2 separate regions of the Gossypium hirsutum genome follow, and region 2 is linked to region 1. Evidence: chromatin contacts called from public Hi-C data. All regions are on one chromosome and are shown on one strand. The core of a region is the stretch at or near the end of the contact, and the rest is flanking DNA. Distances in the headings are between cores, read along the strand shown.

Region 1 (6,084 bases), core at 1,923-4,422:
TGTGTTATTGAATGGTATAATCAATAAACATTGAGTTAAATGGTAAATACGTATTAGTGTTGAACTTGATGTCATTGAATTGTACGTGAATTAAATGGAAATTGCTAGTGATATGATCTAAAGCGTGAGCATGAGAAATTGCGAATTGAGGGAAATGGAAATGAAGCATTGAATTGCATGAGTATGTATCGGGTCTCGTAAACCCTAATTATTATGATTATAACATTTTGAGGATATACTGTGAAAAGTTATAGAAGCATGTTAATTATTTTGAAAGTTTTAATTTAAATGAAATTTTATAACTCGGTTAAATACGTTTACAAGTGCATGTGTTTTGGTAATGCCTCGTACCCTATTCCGGTATTGAATACGGGTAAGGGGTGTTACACCCTACCAATCTCCCCCTCTCCTGACACCACCCCCTACTTAGGGGTGTTCAAACAATTAATCGATTGGTTAACCGAACCAAACTAGTATTTACTGAATTAATCGGGCTTTTTAATCTTTTAACTGTTAACTGAACCAAAATTTTTTCAAAAAAAATTAACTGAACCAAAATATTTTAGTTAATCGGATTAATCAAAATTTATATGGTTTTTTTTGTTAAAACAAGTATAAAACATATAAAAAAATGATAATGTTCATTTGACCGAATTAACTGAATTAGTAATAGCCTAATACATATAATATAATATATAATATTATTTATTAAATTTGGTTAATTACCCGGTTTCAAACTGAATTAACCATTAACCAAAATTCCAAAAAATCTTTAACCGACCTCCAACCGAACTAGATCGACTAACCAACCAATTAACCGAATTAGACTGGTTCGGTTGATTAATTCAAGTTTAACCGAAATTTGAACACCCCTACCCCTACATATGGTTTTAGGTTTAAATTTATCCTTTAAGTTGAAATTGAAAATAATTTAATTTGTGTAATAATACAATATTTATATTTTTATATAATAATTGTTGTAAAATCAATTAGCATATTAGTGAAATATGCTGTTTTAATTATTTAAACAATTATTTTTTAATTATATAAAATTATTATCATATTAATAAAAATATAAGTATATGTCTATAAACAACTCAATTTTTATAAAATTAAAAGGAATATTGAAAAGAAAGATAAAGACACAACTTCCCCCTTAACTGGGTGGTTCTATTATGTTAGACATACATTCCAAATGCACCATTATAACATTTCTAACTTAACTATAAGACAAAACACTTATACATAATTTTGTAATGCGTATGCTTAAATCATATATTTTTAGTTTTTTTCCTTTTTTTTATTAATCACTTTTCTTTTTCAAACTGTACTCTATTTTAATTATTTTTATTAATAATTTTGTTGGTAAGATTTAAAGTAGAGGTGCTTATGGTATTGTTATTATTATTATTATTATTATTATTATATTTGAGTCAGTCAATTTTATTATCTAAACTAAAATATTGAAAAAATTTATTTTATATTTATAATTAAATTTTAATAAATGTATTAATTTTAGTGTTAAAATTTTAATTCAAGGCAGACCGATACAAAATGAAAATCAATTTATCCAAGGCCAATCCGAATGGGCTAGGCCTACTGGAATAGGCGGTGTTGAGAAAAACGTTGACTTACTTACCTTTCTCTCTATAATTTACTCTCTTTCAAATTTCTTCCCACATAAAATAATAAATTTGACAATTCATGTATTCTTGGTGTTATAATCAGGCCCAGCCTTGGGGTCTCTGCCCAGGATCTAAGGTTGAAATGGGTCTAAAATATTATTTTTTTAGTTTTTAAGGGGTTCTTTTTTTAATTTTTAAGGGTTCAAAAACCTTTTTTACTAACTTTTAAAGGATCTAAAAAAAATTTTCTCTAACTTTTAAGGAATCTAAAACCCATTTTATTGTTTTACCTAGGGCCCAAAAATATTAAGAACGAACCTGATTATAACCAGGAGTTGAGAGATTTTATATTAATATAACTTTTTACACAACATTAAAATGTTAGTTTCATATTGAGTTTTAAAAAATTTGTGTAATCCTAGAACTGTTTAAAGGTTAGTTATTTCTCAGTTTGAAATATACGAGAGTTTGGATAAAAATATGATATGCAAACATTAGGTTTACGTAAAAATTGTAACATTTTTATTCGGGCCAGCTTTGAATAAAATAATTTCAATCTAGGTCCATTCCAACTTGGTTATATATATTGATTTTCAGTGTAGTAAAAGAGTTACACAAGTATGAAGTCATTTGTTTTTAACGTATAATAAAATAATTGAAAATAACATTTGGTTTCATCTTAAATCCAATTTTAATTTTTTTAATAGATAAAAGAGCGGTGAATAACACTCGATTCGATTCGAAAAAATCGAAATTTCTTTTTAAATTTTGAGTTAATTGAATTGAGTTATTTAATTTATTTGATTTTTTCGAGTCAATTTGAATAAGTAATTTGAGTTTTGATTTCGAGTTGAGTTGATTTTTACAATTCGAATAACAGATTGGTGTAAATACCCCTTTGGTCATTGTCAATTTTGAAAATTAGCCAATTGGTCTCTATCTCAACAAAAATTACAAAAAAGTAAAATAAAAATAATTTTTAAAAATCAAAATATTTATAAAATTCCAAAATTTATATATTTTTTAAAAAATCATTAAAATTTAAAAAAAATTCTAAAGAATATTAAGAAAGTTAAAAATTTTAAAATTTTTTAAAATAATAATTTTGGGACCTAAATAAGTTAATTAATAATTTAAGTTTATCATACTAAAGTATCTTATTTTTTATTATTATTTTGCTTTGAAAAGGTTTTCAAATATATATAGTTTCAAATTTATGTACTCTAACATGGAATTAGTTATACTGTAACAAAAATTTAATTTTAAAAAAAATTCAAATTGAGTTAAATGATAAAATAGGACTTGTCAACTCAATTAACTCAAAATTTTTTCACTCCATTCGATCGAACGCTCCTAAGATAAAATATTAATTTTTAAATATATCAATATAGTTAAAGAATTATAAATAAAAACTAACTCTATTATCTTTAAATCAAAACCTTAATGGGCTGTTTGGTTCACCTGAATTGCTAAGTCATTCCAAGTGTATTCAACCCGCCACAACGAAGCAAGTGTTTGGTTGATTGAATGGACATTTAACCAAATAGCTTAATTCGGGGCCAAGCGGTAGACTCTTGTAGTCACCATTCAATACACCCACCTCTAAATGGGTTATTCAGTAATTCCCAGAATAGATTTTTTTTTACCCAATTTACTCATGCAGAAAATCATCTAAAACTCTAAAATAAAACAAAGAAAATCAATTAACATATCCCAAGTGATCATCCAACAAAACAACGTTTTAATTTGAACATTGCAGCAAGTAAGCCATAGTAGAAAAAAATAACAAAATTTTATAACATTTATCTTTAAGAAAGGAGACTCAATCATGTCAATCTCAAACACTCAAACAAAATAGAAAGAAAAGAAACAAGAACCCATCTATAGAAATACCTAAAGGAACTAAATCTGCTTAAATTTTCAAAGTAAGTACCTTGCATCTTTCTTCATCTTTGTTATTGTTTGGTCTTTTTAAGGCAAAAAAGAAAACTATGGTTAGTTGCTCTCTGTGAATTTTTTTGGAATCCAAAATTTCCAAGCATAACAAGTAGATAAGAATTGAAGGGTAAATATTTTATCATTTTAGATAAAATAAAAATGTTGGAATGAAGCAATTTTAAGAACAATTATTGATGAGAAATTTGGGTGAAAGGAAAAGAATTATCGTGAACTGCAAATGGGAAAGAAAGTGATGATGGCTGGTAGGTTTTGGGATTTTGGTGTGCGAGTGGGCTTGGGTATTTGGTGGGTTTTTATAGGTAAACTACACCCAAATTCATTAAACTATTAGTAAATTTATATTTTGGTCATTTAATTTTAAAAAATTATAAAATAATCACTAAATTTAATTAAAGGGTATATTTGTCATTTTAGCATTTAACGTTGTTGGGTTTTTAATATTTTTACAAAAATAAAAACACAATTTAATTTATTAAATGGCATATTCATCATTTAAGTTTTTTTTTTTTGCTATTTTATATCCATTTCCTCTCAACAAAACACATGAATACTATTACAATATTCATTCCATCCTATACAACCAAACCATTGTTATACCTATTCAATTCTATTACAGTCCTATTTCATTCTTATAGAATAACTATTTTATTATAATTATATTCCATTCCAATGAACCAAACGTGCCAGAAGTCCATTGACTTAAAAACCCAAACTCAAACTCAAATCCCAATACTTAAAACTTTAATATCACGTTTGCTTCACTAAATGGGTTAAACGGTAGAATAATTATTACTGCCTTATTATTTAACAGCCTATTTAGTTGAATGGAATGAGCTATTCATTTAGGCCCGAGTCAGTGGGCCCACTACAATGCACATGTTTGGTTCATTGTAATATGTTATTACAACCCAGTCTATTTAGCTTATTATTCCCCAAAAGCATCGAATGTCATTTGTAATAACTAATTTTTATCCGGGCCCAACAACCAGAGACCAAAAACCCAAACAGCAAACCCAAACTATTACCCAGCCCAAATGTAATTACAATAGCCCAAAACTTAGCCCAATACCCAACTAAACCCTACAGCAGCCCAACACCAAATCAAAAAAAAAAGAAAAAAAGAAAAAGAAGAAACCCTAGCCACCTAGGTCTTCTGCCGCCATCGCATCTTCTGACCCTTCTGCTGCCACCACCTCTGGCAATCACCAACTCTGCCACCTACTCCATCAACATCAATCCCTCTGCAAATAAGAAGAAAACACGCAAGAGCAAAAAAGCAAACAGTGTATGGCTAAAAAAAGAAAAAGAGAAAGAAAGGATTGTCATATTGGCTATAAAGCCACAACCGAATGTAATTTTTGGGGAGGATGGAAATAAAAAAAAAGGTTCAAACAGATTAAAAAAAAGAGGTGTTTTCCTTATTTTATTTTATTTTTTATTTCGAAATAAATAAACAAATAGTATAAAAAATGAATAAAGGGGCGAACTTTATTGCCTTGGAAGCCATAGTCGGAGGTTTTCTCCGGTCTTAAGGGCGGTTGAGCCAATGGGTTCACTGAAAGCCCTACCGGCGGCAGTGGAAAATCAGAAAGTCCCTAACTTTTTCTTTTTTTTCTTCATTGTTTTTGAATTCAGAGGGTCTTTGGACTTTTTTAACCCCAAATCGGGGCTTTACTCAGAAAAATGAGCAAAAAGGGGTATTTTTATTTTTTCCGGCCACCGCACACGGCGGCGCCGTCGCCGGCGACCAAAGGCCGGCACGGTGGCCATCGGCCGGAGCAAAGATCGGAAGGAGGAGGGCTTGAGAGAGTTTTTAGTGTTTTTTTTAGGAATGGTTGAAGAATGAAATTTTTAAAAAAAAATTTAACTTATATATATAATTTTTATATTTTATAATTTTTTATATATATATCTTTTTATATTTTTACATTTTATTTATTTATTTATTTACATTTTCATTATTATTTTGAGAGAATGTTTTAATTTTAGTTGTTTATATACTTGTTATCTTGCACGATATTGATTTGTCCTTTTATTTATTTTATTTTATTTTATTGCTACTGCTCGTATTATTTATGCTCACATTATCGTATCCATAATTGTCATTTATTAATGCGACATTTATTCATATATCAAATTTAACATTGCATTAATTTTTACCGAAATTCATAAAAAAGAGAAAATTTTGAAAAATAAAGGCAATACTTGATATTGGGATTTTCGAGAGGATTGAGCCCTAACGTATTGGGTTCCAATTTTCTTCGTTGAATCTAAATAATTGAGAATGCTCTTTAATAAAAAAACATAAATAAAAAGCTTATTATCGGGAATTCAATACGTTATGTCCTAACGTATTGGATATGACACGTTTTCTCGAGATGATGATTTTTCTAAAAAATAATAAAGGCAATATTCAATGTTTAGAATTTTGAGAAATTGTGCCCTAACGTATTGGGCTGCGATTTCTTCATCTGACTTAAACAGTTGAATATTCTTTTGA
Region 2 (6,084 bases), core at 1,901-4,400, 44 kb before region 1:
TTTTTATCTGTTAAAATGATATTGGTTTGTTTGAATTTTAAATTATAAAAAGTTGAACTTCTTAAAATGGATCATAGTAACTCTCTAGATTTGACTATAACATCTAGATCGGGTTTAAGGTGTTACATAAGGCATGAAGTTAAGGTGTATACTACATAACTTCTATATACACGCTTCAATGTTGTTTATGTAATTTCTCACAAATTTGAAGCATTAATATGCTTAAAAAAATGTTACTTTGGTGGAAAATCAATTATATAAAAAGTAAAAACATCAAGGGTCAATTGAGGACGTGAATATTTGTCTGGTCAATTCAAGAAATTGTTATGGAAAAGGGATAAATAGGTAGTAAACCATTCAGAGAACTCCACAACAAGATGGTATTACGGAGAGAAGAAATGGAACACTTCTGGAAATGGTCAAGTCCATGATGGCCCAAGCAAATTTTCCTACCATCTTTTTGGATGATGTTTTATTATTATATGCTTATGTGTTGAACCAAGTACCCTCTAAAGTAATCGCGGAAATATACCTCAATGTTGTTTCGACTTAGAGAGAGAAGCATTCATGATTACCCAAAAAAAAATATAAGGAACTTAGGAATGTGACAAAAGCTCTTTCTTTTGATGCAAAAGATAAATGGATGAAGGCAATGAAAAAAAATGGAGTTATTGTTTTCACCAAAAAAAAAAATATTGGTTGGTCTCCCAAAGGGACGCAACACAATTAGGAACAAATGGGTTCCTAGATTAAAGTGTGAGTCTAATGGGGCGATCAAGAGTGACAAGGCATGACTTGTAGTAAAGGAGTACTGTGTAATTGAAAAAAAATAGTTGTCCTCAATTTGTGAAATGAAGGAGAAGGGAGAAGCAATTTACATTCTTGGAGTAAAACTTATTCAAGATAGCTTTAGGAGGCTAATAACTCTTACACAAGAGTCATACATTAAGAAAAAATCTTGAAATGATTGTAAGTAAATTGATACTCCTGTTACAAAAGGCAAAAGCCTAAGAAAAGGAATACGCAAATTTAGCTAAAAAAACAGAATTAAGATTAAATTGAAAATCTAAACGTTATATTAATGGTTAGTTTTTCTTCTGTTAATTATTCTTATAATAATGAATTCTGTTGGAACTGTTCAGAAAAACAATTATAAACCCAATCAACATTAATTGCACATAATTAAATAAAGATGTTGAATTTAATATTTCATAAAACATCCTATAATTAAAGAGATAAATGTTTTAATTAATATTTACCTATGCCCGTAGTATATTAAGAGCTGAAAATATTTGTAAAGTTCTTCTTATTAAATTAGTACTTTTATTATTAAATAAATCAATTTAATCCATAAATTAATAAAAGGAACCAAATGAGATTAAATTCTAACATTTGTTGTTTAAAAAACGACATGTAAACTACACTGTTAATAAAAGTTTTCAAAATAATTTGTTGAGAGTTAAACTATAAATGAAGAACATATTTTTCATGTTTTTTTTAAACAATAAATGTTAACTCTGTTAAAATTTAACTTATTCAATTCTTTTTACTAATATAAGAACTAAATTAATTTGTTTAATATTAAAGAAATTATATAATCTGGTTCCTATAATAAAAGGGCCTAGTAGAGATTCACTTATACAAGGCTTATATAAAAAGGGGTTTTGAAGTTGAAAATGTGCTAAATAATTTGATTTCAAAAATGAAGAGACAAAAACGACTTTTAGTCTTTTAGTAGATTTAAGTATGAAACAGTAACATGTATTTTTTAGAGGTGTTTATAAGTTAGGTTAGGGGTGAGCGTTCGATCGAATCGAATGAAAATTGGGTTAATCGAGTTAGTGAATCCTATTTTATCATTCTAACTCGATTTGAAATTTTCTTGAATTGAGTCGAGCGATATGGAATTCGAATCGAGTCGAATCGAATATATTTGTTTGAGTTAAATTTTTTTTTAAAAAATGACTTTGGGTCTTTGTAACCACTATCACTCACTGTAATCAAATTTATTATTAACTTTCATCTCCTCATAATTTATTTATTAATATTTTATATATGGGTTAGCTTATTTGCTTGGTTGGTTGTTTTAATTATCTTTTGATTTTCGTCACTATGTATTTTGAAATTTAAAAAAATATTAAATATAAAAATGTAATTTTTTAATAAAAGTTATCTTAAAGATAAAATGTGAAATTGATATTAACATAACATTTTAACACGAATATTTTATGGCATCATCAATAATTCAATTTTAATAGGAATTTATAAAGATTTAATATGATTAAACAATTCAATAATATAAAAAGTAGAAAATGTGAAATTTAATTTAACAATATTAATAATAGATATAAATAAAATTATTACTATTTAGGTTTAGAGTTTTTTGGATGATTTTTTATTTGGGGGTAAAGGGTGAAAAGTAAAAATTTAGGGGGAAAATAAAAAGTTGAGAGATGGGGGAGTAAAATTTTGGGGGAAAGTAAATGGGGGGAAAATATTCAAAAAAAAATTAGGGAGAAAATGGGTTTGGGGTAAATGGGGGGTGAGATGAGAGAGGAGTAAAAATTTTGGGGGGAAAGTGGGAGGGAGTAAAAGTATTGGGGGAAAAGTAAAAAAGCCTGGGGTAAAAATGTAAAATATTATAGTTTAGTATTTAATTTATTTGAATTATTCGAGTTATTTGATTTTGAAAATTAAACTGAATTCGAACTTGAAATTCAAAAAAAAAATTGAGTTGACTCGAATAACTCGATTCGTTTAACTAAAAATTCAAATTCTTTTTCGATTTTTTTGAGTTGAATTGAGTTTTGCTTACCCCTATGTTAGGTTGGGTTGAAGTTTAATTCTAAAATATTTTTCAAATTCAAGTCCATTTTAAAATCGTTTAACCAAAAAGTTTGTTTTATTATTAAAAATTAATAAAATATTATAAACATATTTTAATTGTTATTTATATTTTTATAATTAAAATTTAATTTAAAAATAGTTATTATTTAAATTAAAATTGGACTAAACTGAACCAAATCAAAGTATAAAAATCATTATTCAAATTCTACCCAAATCAAGCTGAACGGACTACCATACTCTTAGGCAGGTCTATCCTTCCCTAATAAAAAATGTATTTTCTTTTCTTGGATATATTTGTATAAAGCAAGTCATCGAAGTATTCAGATGTTCCTTGGACAAGTTTAATACGGGCCAGGTTTGGACCCACCTATAAACTCCAATCACTATTCATAACATATTTGTATCAACTTTTTTTATACATTAGGTTTAACTTTTTATTTAGATTAAGCTAGACTATTGTTTCTTTTTTATTCTTTTTGTCCTCCAAATGCTCCCTTTATCTAAAAAATTCATTCCTAAAAATTCCTTCTTTTTTTCTTTTTTGCCAACCACCTAAAAATATCCAATAAACGTCAAATTTGTAGGAGGAAACAATAAGAGAAAAATTTATAACAAGAATAGAGTAAAAATCAAATAATCCTAAAAGCATTCATCAAACAGGAACAATAATAAAGTAAAAATCAGAGGACATCAATGACTTAAATCAAACTACCTCAAATATATAATCACAAAATGTAAGCCAATGAATAGTGTTTAACTTAAATATATTGCATTTCTTTTATTTATATTTGAAACCTATAAACAGCAAACAACATAATGAAATGCCATTAAAAATGAAACTGTTTAAATCTATTTTTAAAATTATTTCTCATTAAGTAATATGTAAGTTTATATCTTTTTGCATTAATTTACATCAGAATATGGAAATTTACTCCCTTAAATTACCAATAATACAGATGATTCAAAGCTCTCTTTTTTTTCCTGCTCTTAATTATTGATATAATGGGGTTCAGATAGAAGCAAAGAAATCAGCCCAAATCAAATCATTGAGAACCTGATTTCAAAATAATATATATATTTTTCAAACTCCTACGAGTAAATTCAATAAAAATTCTTATATTTACGTGCGAGCTAAGATTTTTCAATACTAGTTAAAATTATATTAAAAACCAATGCCCGGCTAGATCTGCAAACCACCTCGACCAAGGCATTAAGCCCTTTAAACTCAGCTTTCCTCGAGCTTCAACTCGGCTCAACAAAACTAATTCAAATATTTTTCATACCGAACCCCGTAGCTAGTAAGAACCACTGTCTCGTTTACACCCTAACCTACATGGCGCCAATTTCAGAACATCAATTCAGGGTGGAAAATTATTTCTTCAAACATCCGATTATAAAATTTGCTTAATCAAAACTATCATCAATGAAATTAATAATAATAATAATAATAATAATAAAGCAAAGACTCGGCAGAAACTAAACTATATAACTCTGATCAACATTGCCTATGAAATATCCAAATTTTTTTTGTGAAAACAAGATTAAAACAGGGAAAAAAAAAAGAAAAAGAGATGCATCATTAAATTGAATGTTCTTGTATGGTGGAAAAGAATTACCATAATTGTCACCCTCTTAACCAAAATCCCGGAACTGGTATGCTCTGTCTCCTGAGATATCCCTCTGTAAATCAGCTTGAGTCGCTAGCGAACCACAAAAACACCAGGAAGCTATTTTTGTCTCCCCTCAGATTCTTGGAAGCAATTTACTTGATAAAAAAGAATTGGAAGAATAGAATGTCTTGAAAGCTGTTAGATTTTAACTCGCCTTCTCTTGTCTGCAGTCATTTTTCCGGCTTCCCGGGTTGAGAAAAGAAAAAGGGGTTCAGCATTCGTGTTAGGAGTTCAGTGTTTCTAGGTTAGACTTAGAATACGGTCATCTGAATTAGCTTCTAAGTATCCTATAATCCAAGTGGTCTCTGCCTATACCCATTTCTCATCCTTTCCAATAATTTCTCTTTAGTTTTCCTCTTTTTGTCCATCTTCAACCGGTATCTTTCTTCCCTCTCCCTCTCATAAATTCCTTGCCAATGCACTTCCCCGGTCAATGGCCACAACCACACCTTCCTCGGATGGTCAGCATCGTCCGCAGCCTCAGCTAGATCTTCATCCATGGACTTCAATAATGTGAAGTTAAAATATCTAGCCCACATAAATTCTTTCCGTTGTTCAACTGGATGTTGCTCTTCAAGCAAACCAGAGTGTGGCTCAATGTAGACCATCCTCCGCCCACTATGGTAAACCCAAACATTGACCAAGAGTTCCAGTACCCGACAGTAACATTGTTTTTTCTGCCAAATAAACCGAGAAGAGCAACATTAGATTAGACTCTCAATGGAATTTTGGAACCTACAAATGTTATAGGAACAAGGATTTAAATTGCTGCTGTTGCAGGCATAATGAATTATTTACCGTGAATATCAATGGCAGACAGAGCCGAAACAGTAAAATAATGGCCATAATGTCATGTTGCAATGCTATTTAAATCCCTTGTATGAACAAAAGGGCTTACCTCAAGATATGTGGAACCCAACAAACACATATTAGCCTCACTAGAATTGGACTGCAAGGCATCGAGAGAATCAACAAACATCCTGCAGTTGAATCATCTAGATTTCCAGTCATCACTCACAGTACTGTGCTCTAGAAGGATTTTGAGAGATAAGATTAAATAAAATTAGAAAACTCAGTAAATTACCGTGAAAACATAACAAACTCCAAGAAGGACTTGGTTGGCATCACCCAGCTGTGCAAGGAAGACCAGTGACCTTCATCTTGGGGCATGGGAGGAAGAGCTTCCATATCCAATGGTAAGTTGTACATCTTGCGGAAGGCATTTTCAAAAGCAGTTCTGCAGGCATTTAAAGCATCAAAGTCACTCATATACTTTTCATATAGTAACAAGAGTCATCTACTACGCACACAAATCTATTGCAAGTTAAATCACAAAGAAGCAGTTGTTTGTCGAATTAACTAAGTCACTGACCAATGTAGATCCAGCCTCCTTGAATGTACGGGAAATCCATCTAGGGTTTCTACTGACTTGAGCTATCCCATTCTAATATCTAACTTCTAAATTGTGGTTCTCCTAAGGTTCAAATCAATTGACATCAGAGCTATCCATCATATCCCTCAAATGCAATCATGCAATCCACATGGTGATGCCGAAATAGTAGTGTTT

The links. Hi-C and Micro-C count contacts between places; a contact is called where the count stands out from the background.
Region 2: a contact with region 1 is called in a Hi-C map of leaf, with 2.2 times the contacts expected there. The contact joins two enhancer-like sites. A contact is called at or near these places in 7 of 34 Hi-C or Micro-C datasets (leaf and petal).

What each region holds. Positions count from the first base shown.
Region 1 is chrD05:30,960,844-30,966,927 of Gossypium_hirsutum_v2.1, reverse strand. No RefSeq gene overlaps it. Among protein-coding and RNA genes, the nearest start is that of LOC107935283, 17 kb to the right of the region's middle. Within about 2 kb of position 3,172, at least 5 of the 9 cell types and tissues checked have an H3K27ac peak or open chromatin away from gene starts, as enhancers often do. A contact at or near this core is called in leaf, where this site is marked.
Region 2 is chrD05:31,004,322-31,010,405 of Gossypium_hirsutum_v2.1, reverse strand. LOC107904174 reads right to left here. Exons shown (of 15, transcript XR_001686148.2): 12 at 5,602-5,754; 13 at 5,416-5,497; 14 at 4,464-5,194; 15 at 3,698-4,176. Among protein-coding and RNA genes, the nearest start is that of LOC107904174, 11 kb to the right of the region's middle. Within about 2 kb of position 3,150, at least 3 of the 9 cell types and tissues checked have an H3K27ac peak or open chromatin away from gene starts, as enhancers often do. A contact at or near this core is called in leaf, where this site is marked.